2 separate regions of the Pan troglodytes genome follow, and region 2 is linked to region 1. Evidence: chromatin contacts called from public Hi-C data. All regions are on one chromosome and are shown on one strand. The core of a region is the stretch at or near the end of the contact, and the rest is flanking DNA. Distances in the headings are between cores, read along the strand shown. Region 1 holds the start of INTU (inturned planar cell polarity protein). Region 2 holds the start of ABHD18 (abhydrolase domain containing 18).

Region 1 (3,724 bases), core at 436-2,935:
AGAGGTCTGTCTGCCAGGCTCAAATTTGCGAGGTGGGAGTGGGTTCCAGCCTATTCAGGGAATGGCCAGTTGGCCTGTATATGTGAAGCACAGAACTGAGAGAAAATTTAGGGCAGTTCCCCAAGTTTGCTGAATCACAGGGGGCACTTGTTTGAAATAGAGATTTCCAGGCCCCACCCCTGGAGATTCTGATCCTGTTGATGTGGAGCAGGGCCTCAACATCTGTATAACAAGTTCCAGTTGCTTTTCTTTTGTTAATCTATTTTAGGTAAGTTTAATTCTCAGGCCCAGCTGGGACCCTAAGAAGATGGAGGTAGAGTTTTTCTGCCCCTGCAACAGCTACAATTCAGGTTCCTTTGAGTTCTCCGTGCATATACCCATACCGGCCATGTGATGACTCATCTCCCATTACTCTTTCTCTGTTGGAACCATGCCATAATAACAATATAAATTAATACTTCCTCTAAGAAATTTGTCATGGCCCCACGTATACTACTTTGGTTTTTTCTGGATATTCCATTAGAACCTTGTATTTATTGTAATACTTATCACTATGTTATAATTGCCCATTAGAGAATCCCCAGCACCCAGCCTTTTAGATCATAAAATAACATTATATCCTTTTTTTACACCCTGCAACATGAACATTTCCCCCATGCTTTACTCTTTGAACACATGCTAGTTAAAATCATAATCATCATATTTTATATATATTTAACTTTTCCCCCATTATTTGACATTTTAAGATTGCTTTCAGCTTTTCACTTTTACAAATTTTATAAACTTGCATCCTTTCTCAGAGTAGATATCTAATAGTTGAATTACTGGGTTTTGAGGGAGGAAATTTCATGTAATGGTTATTGACTTAGCTTCATTTCTTGGTTGACTTTGTTGACTGCTAGCCATGTAACCATTAGTAAGATGCATAACTTCTCTAAAGCTTAGTTTCCTTATTTAATATAGAGAAAATATTTACTTCATAGTATGTGAATGCTCAGCATTGTATATGAATAAAGTAAGCAGAGCCAAAGCTGACTCTCAATCAATGCTAGCTGTTATTTTTGTACTTAAAAAATACTTGATATAGGTATTCATAAATAACAGGTAGATTTTACCTGTTTACACTTCCAACTTTAGTAATGAGAACACTTAATTAGATTATAAAATTTTGAGTTAGAAAATGAACATGAAGTTGATTCCACAGGATTGCCACTCATTTGTGGCACTCTACAATATCCACTTGGGATAACCGTGAAAATGTTTGCAATTGCGAAACAATATGAAACCCATAAAACAATGGAGCGTATTTACATTAACACCTAGATCGCGTTGCTTAAAAGCGTCCATTACTTGCACGGATGAGGTCCTAAGGAAAGGTAAAATGCGGTTTCCTTCACCTCGAAGGAAATCCAGGCTGACCGACAGCTGTTAGGCATTATAAACACAGGACAAAGAGCAAACTGGATATCCAGCACTGGAGGAAAAAGGTGAGAAACCCAGTGGATCTCCGCCTGTTTTAACAAGTTATGCTACTCTAAGGAAGAGCGTTCCGGGGAGCGTAAGCGGTGAAGTTTTAGCTATTTCTAGCCTTCCAACCGAGAAGCCCTCCTCGAAGTTTCAGCCCATTGGCTGCTTTCTGTTCTCCTTGTTTCTTCTGGGAAGCTTCTCCGTCTCCCCGGCAACGCGACCTGCCACCAATGCAGCTAAGGATTGGTGGTCACATGGCCTCTGCCTCTCCCCAAGCAGAGGCAACATGGCGGCCTCAGCAAGCTGTAGCTGCGAGATTTGAATTACTCCACTCGTAGCTATTGCATTCCTGACGATGGCCTCTGTGGCTTCGTGCGATTCGCGTCCGAGCTCAGACAAGCTCCCTGGAGACCCCTCTTCACAAGAAGAAGATGAGGACTATGATTTTGAAGATCGGGTCAGCGACTCGGGTTCATATTCCTCAGCGAGTAGCGATTATGAGTAAGGTTTTCAAAGAGGGACAATTAAGCCCATCCCTTCAATCCAGAGAATATACACGTGGGCTGGGGGAACTGCAAGGGTGTTGGGGTGGTTGGAATCGAGTATTTGGGGTTCTATAATAAGTGGGATTTAATTGCACCACGTTCCATCGTATGGTGGTGTAAGCAGAAATGACAATGCCATTCTTTGCTACTGTAGGTTTTTTTTTTGTTTTGTTTTGTTTTTTTTAATGATTCTTAGATGAGGAGAATCTCCTCTTTTTGGTCATGGGCTCTGTCTAGGCCATAGGAGGATATATCTGTAACAGCGTTCAAAAAACTCTGTTCCGATCGCAGTGTCTTCTTGCTTCTTTGGTGTGACCTTTGTGGCTTAATCTCTTTAGTATTTGGAGTGGAGAGACACCCTACGCGTTTTATAAGGCAGTTGTTAAATTTATGTAGATTTTTTTCTGTTATGGAAATGAATAGCTATATAACAGAAGGAACGCCCACCCATAGTCTCACCATCAAGGACAACCTCTCAGCACTTCTGGATATTTCTGCTGTATTTTCCTATGCATCTCCATGATTTTCTTGTTTTCCATTTTACGTCATAATTTAATTTTTAAAAATACAGATACCTAAAGGTTTCACTTTCTTAATAATGCCATGAAAAGGTTATTTTGATTCACAGTATTCAGTGCTACTTCATTTTTAAGAAAAATCTACCCCTTACTGCTATGGATTAAGAACTTTAGAAAAGTCAACTAGCAGTAGCTTGAAGAGAATGACTAATCGTGAAAAAGTTTTGGTGCCAAAATGTCAACTAACCCAGTAATGGACAACCATACCTGGTCAGTTTTAGGATGACATTTTATGTGTATTTAGGAACAACAGTTACAAATCATTTATATGTATGTAGGAGCAACAGTTATTTGGCAATTGTTTTTACCTATCAGTATGTAAAAGATTTTTATCATTGCCTTTAAAAGTATGGTGGGGAAACCTGTTTAATACATTCTTGAAGACTTAAACAAATTTTAAAATATCGTATTTTTTTGTAATCTGCTGTAGGCATTAAAAAAATAATTTTAAAATTCATGATTATTACACAAGGCTGCTGGAAGGAAATATGAATTACATAGAACCTTATTTGGTCTTGGTATGTGAAGCCATAGACAGTGTAAGTCTCAAACTCTTGGCTTCTCCACATTTTAGAGTCACATACTTTTAGCCCAGAAAGAATCTATAATTCATGTATAGTTGCACAGCTGAGTGTTGTCAGTGTGAGAATTCAAGACGCCTGATACCTAATGGGCCACCATGACTTTGATGGGATTAAAATAGTGAACTTCGTTTCCTAGGAAATGACCAATCTGAGGACCTTGTGATAGGAGAACTTGTCACTTAAAAGAATAAAAGTATTTCATGATTCAAAATACACGTATATATGTTATATTTTAGCTTTTAAAAAATGATGATTAAGCTTTTCACATGTCACTAATCACGCCACATGTTGTAGTGTCTTTATCCTCCTAATAATAAAAGTATAGAAAATCCCTATCATAAGATGTTTTGCTTGTCTGTATTTCAAGTCCTACCAAGTTTCAAATTTTAAGTCTGTCCCTTCTTGATTTGTAGGACATGAGGGTTAATTTGCTGAACTTACCAGGAAGGCTTATGTTCGGTTCTTCCCTTATAGTAGATGTTTACTTCCCTAAGCTGCAGTCATCATTACAAACAGTGGCCTTCCCAACTTGTACAGAACCACTCTTTAA
Region 2 (3,724 bases), core at 565-3,064, 330 kb after region 1:
AGCGGGTTGCCACTACTGGTGGGCAGCCTGCTTTTATTCTCTTATCTGGCCCCACCCACATCCTGCTGATTGGTAGAGCCGAGTAGTCTGTTTTGACAGGGCGCTGATTGGTGCGTTTACAATCCCTGAGCTAGACACAAAGGTTCTCCACGTCCCCACTAGATTAACTAGATACAGAGTGTTGGCAGAAAGGTTCTCCAAGGCCCCACCAGAGTAGCTAGATACAGAGTGTCGATTGGTGCATTCACAAACCCTGAGCTAGACACAGGGTGCTGATTGGTGTGTTTACAAACCTTGAGCTAGATACAGAGTGCCGATTGGTGTAGTTACAATCCCTGAGCTAGACATAAAGGTTCTCCAAGGTCCCACCAGAGTAGCTAGATACAGAGTGTCAATTGGTGCATTCACAGACCCTGAGCTAGACACAGGGTGCTGATTGGTGTATTTACAATCCCTGAGCTAGACATAAACGTTCTCCACGTCTCCACCAGACTCAGGAGCCCAGCTGGCTTCGCCCAGTGGATCCCGCACTGGGGCTGCAGGTGGAGCTGCCTGCCAGTCCCGCGCCGTGCACCCGCACTCCTCAGCCCTTGGGTGGTCGATGGGACTAGGCACCGTGGAGTAGGGAGCGGCGCTCATCGGGGAGGCTCGGGCCGCACAGGAGCCCACGGAGTGGGTGGGAGGCTCAGGCATGGCGGGCTGCAGGTCCCGAGCCCTGCCCCGCGGGAAGGCAGCTAAGGCCCGGCGAGAAATCGAGCGCAGCGCCAGAGGGCTGGCACTGCTGGGGGACCCAGTACACCCTCCGCAGCCGCTGGCCCGGGTGCTAAGCCCCTCATTGCCCGGGGCCGGCAGGGCCGGCCTGCTGCTCCCAGTGCGGGGCCCGCCAAGCCCACGCCCACCCGGAACTCCAGCTGGCCCGCAAGCGCCGCGCGCAGCCCCGGTTCCCGCTCACGCCTCTCCCACCACACCTCCCTGCAAGCTGAGGGAGCCGGCTCCCACCTTGGCCAGCCCAGAAAGGGGCTCCCACAGTGCAGCGGTGGGCTGAAGGGCTCCTCAAGTGCCGCCAAAGTGGGAGCCCAGGCAGAGGAGGCCTGGAGAGCGAGCGAGGGCTGTGAGGACTGCCAGCACGCTGTCACCTCTCAGCTTGGGTGCTGCAACAGGCAAAGCAGCAGCCTGGGTTTCTCCAGCCCCGTCACTCGAACCCACGGGCTCATCACCGCACGGTGCGGCCAGACGCCCTTTCTCCTACGTTGGGAGCGAATCTCCTCGGCTCACACAACCCAGCCACCGGCTCCCACCGCGCTGGAACCCCTCTGGCAGCGAGGGTTTGTCCCAGTGCGGGTGACGCCCGGAAAGGAACCAGTCCCAACAGCGCAGGAGACTGAGGGGTCCCTCCACCAGGAGCCGCTCACCTGCTTCCAGGTGTGTCGCCTAAGAGCGGCTCCTGTTCACTTTCGTTCCGCAGGCCGGCCATAGCTACACTCCCTACAAGGCGTCTTGCGCCCAACTCTCGCGACACCTGCTTTCTCCCATCCCGGGTGGCGTGAAGCTGGCAAAACAAGCCTGTAAGTGCGCGTGCGCACCTGACGCTCAGACGTAGGCGGAACGCCCCGAGGTCATAGGCGGGGTCACGCTGAAGGCCGGGCAGCGCAGGGCGAAAGGAGGCTGTGTCCTCAGCCTCCTCCCTCGGCACGCGCCTCCCATCCTGACGGGGACTGAGAGCCCAGGAGAGCTCGGGGCGTGTCCAAACTGCCGCGCCGCCCCGCTCCGGGTTTGTCTTCCTCCCTCCGTTTCTCCTTCCGCTGTATCTAGCATTTCGGTTCCTGGAAAGGTTACCGGAGCTGCGATTGAGGCTGGGACCAAAGTTGAGTCCTCGAAAGGGAGCCTGGAGAGCGGCGGTGCTGGGAGGCCCGGCCAGCTCGATCGCAGGCTTCCACCTGGCGGCCAGTAAGTAGCCGGTCCGGTTAAGTAGTAGGTGCGCTAAGAGCTCCCCGCGCCTCTTAGCGCGCCGTGTACGCGCCTGGAGGCAGGGACCGGGGACGCGGAGCTGGGCGGGAGACTCGCGGGTCAGGGACGCGGGGTGAGGCTGGGGGCGAGAGACAAGGCTGTAGTCCGTGGCGCGCTTCGGAGGGCTGAGATAATGGGGGCGAGCGCGCGGGCAGTCCCTTCCCCCCGTGAAAGGTAGAGGTGGCTTCCAGCTCTCTTCTCTAGCTCGGCTAAATGCAAAGGCGCCTTACCTGGAGGGCTTGTCATAGCCAGGACTGAAGGTGGGATCTGCTGCTTGTAACCTGCAGGTCCCCGGATGCGCACCCTAACGGCGCCTGCGCCTACGGGGGCCTCAGCCTTGCAAAATGTCACTCAGCAGAGCCTGCTGCTGAAACGTGGGAGTTGAAAAAGGTACAGCACCTGCCTAGCAATGACCAGCTCCTTTCGTCACAAGGAAGATGACATTTTTAGAAAACATGTCATGGGTTTTCACTAGATCTCCATGTTTATTTCTTGGTGGTTATGTATTAACATCTTATCTCTACTATTAGGCTTGTAGGCTAGCTGGCGTCAGTAGTCATTCTGTGTCTCATAAATTACCGTTTTATTAGCGCCAGATACATTGTCATGTAATTTCATTTGATCACAACTATCCTGTGAGATAGGCGAAGCAGACACATTGCTAGTTTACTGAAAATTAAGATCCAGACAAGTTAACCCAGAGTCACTCTGTGTGGAAGTGGCAAAGTTGGAAACCAAACTTAATTTTTTAAAATTAATATTTATGAGCATTTACCCTATGCTAGGTCCTATACTAGTTACACAGTCATGTATGGTATATGCCATCACTTCTGATCTTTGTGTCATTTGTGACCGTGTGTGTATCAGCCAGGCGCAGTTCACTGGTGAACACCTAAACTTGAAACGTGCGGTCCGGGTGCGATGGTTCATGCCTGTAATCCCAGCACCTTGGGAGGCCAAGGCGGGCGGATCACGAGTTCAGGAGATCGAGACCATCCTGGCTAACACGGTGAAACCCCGTCTCTACTAAAAATACAAAAAAAAAAAAAAAAAAAAAAAGCCGGGCGTGGTGGCGGGCGCCTATAGTCCCAGCTACTCGGGAGGCTGAGGCAGGAGAATCCCTTGAACCCGGGAGGCGGAGGCTGCAGTGAGCCGAGATCGCGCCACTGCACTCCAGCCTGGGCAACAGAGTGAGATTCTGTCTCAAAAAAAAAAAAACCAAAAAACCAAAAAACTTGAAACGTGCTATTCAGAAATATCTTCTAAATCAAGACCTGATATTTTGTACTTGGATTCAGTCTTGCAGATTCATTTGTAACAGCTCACAAAAACAAGTCAGATTTGTATTATTGGTTCCAAAAAGACACATAGGTAGAAAAGTTAGTATTTTCTTGCCATAATGTCGCTTTACTATATTGTCTTTTTTAATTCCTGGGGGCTAGCAATGTATGGCACATATATAGTGGACAAGGGGATTTTTAACTAGTATAGCAGTAAGCAGAATGGCTCCTAGATAAATATATGTTGGATGAATGCTCATTGAATTACCTTATCTCATCCTTACAACAATCCTCTGAGGGGGGAATTGCCTCATGTGTACAAGGAAATGGAAGGCAGGGAGATTAAGTAACTTGCCTAGGATCATACTACTAACAAGCAACAGAGCTAGAATTCAAGAAATGCAGGACTCCTGATCCTAAGCCTGTGCTCTTTACCA

Evidence for each region. Hi-C and Micro-C count contacts between places; a contact is called where the count stands out from the background.
Region 2: a contact with region 1 is called in a Hi-C map of stem cell-derived neural progenitor cells, with 4 times the contacts expected there. The contact joins the promoter of ABHD18 here to the promoter of INTU in region 1. A contact is called at or near these places in 1 of 7 Hi-C or Micro-C datasets (stem cell-derived neural progenitor cells) and 1 of 1 datasets of contacts at active chromatin or transcription factors (stem cell-derived excitatory neurons).

The regions. Positions count from the first base shown.
Region 1 is chr3:128,804,257-128,807,980 of NHGRI_mPanTro3-v2.0_pri, forward strand. INTU (inturned planar cell polarity protein) reads left to right here and starts at 1,686. Exons shown (of 16, transcript XM_024356289.3): 1 at 1,686-1,968. The coding sequence starts at 1,823.
Region 2 is chr3:129,131,942-129,135,665 of NHGRI_mPanTro3-v2.0_pri, forward strand. It overlaps ABHD18 (abhydrolase domain containing 18), which reads left to right and starts at 1,815. Exons shown (of 10, transcript XM_054683377.2): 1 at 1,815-1,947. It overlaps MFSD8 (major facilitator superfamily domain containing 8), which reads right to left and starts at 2,383. Exons shown (of 12, transcript XM_003310454.6): 1 at 2,238-2,383.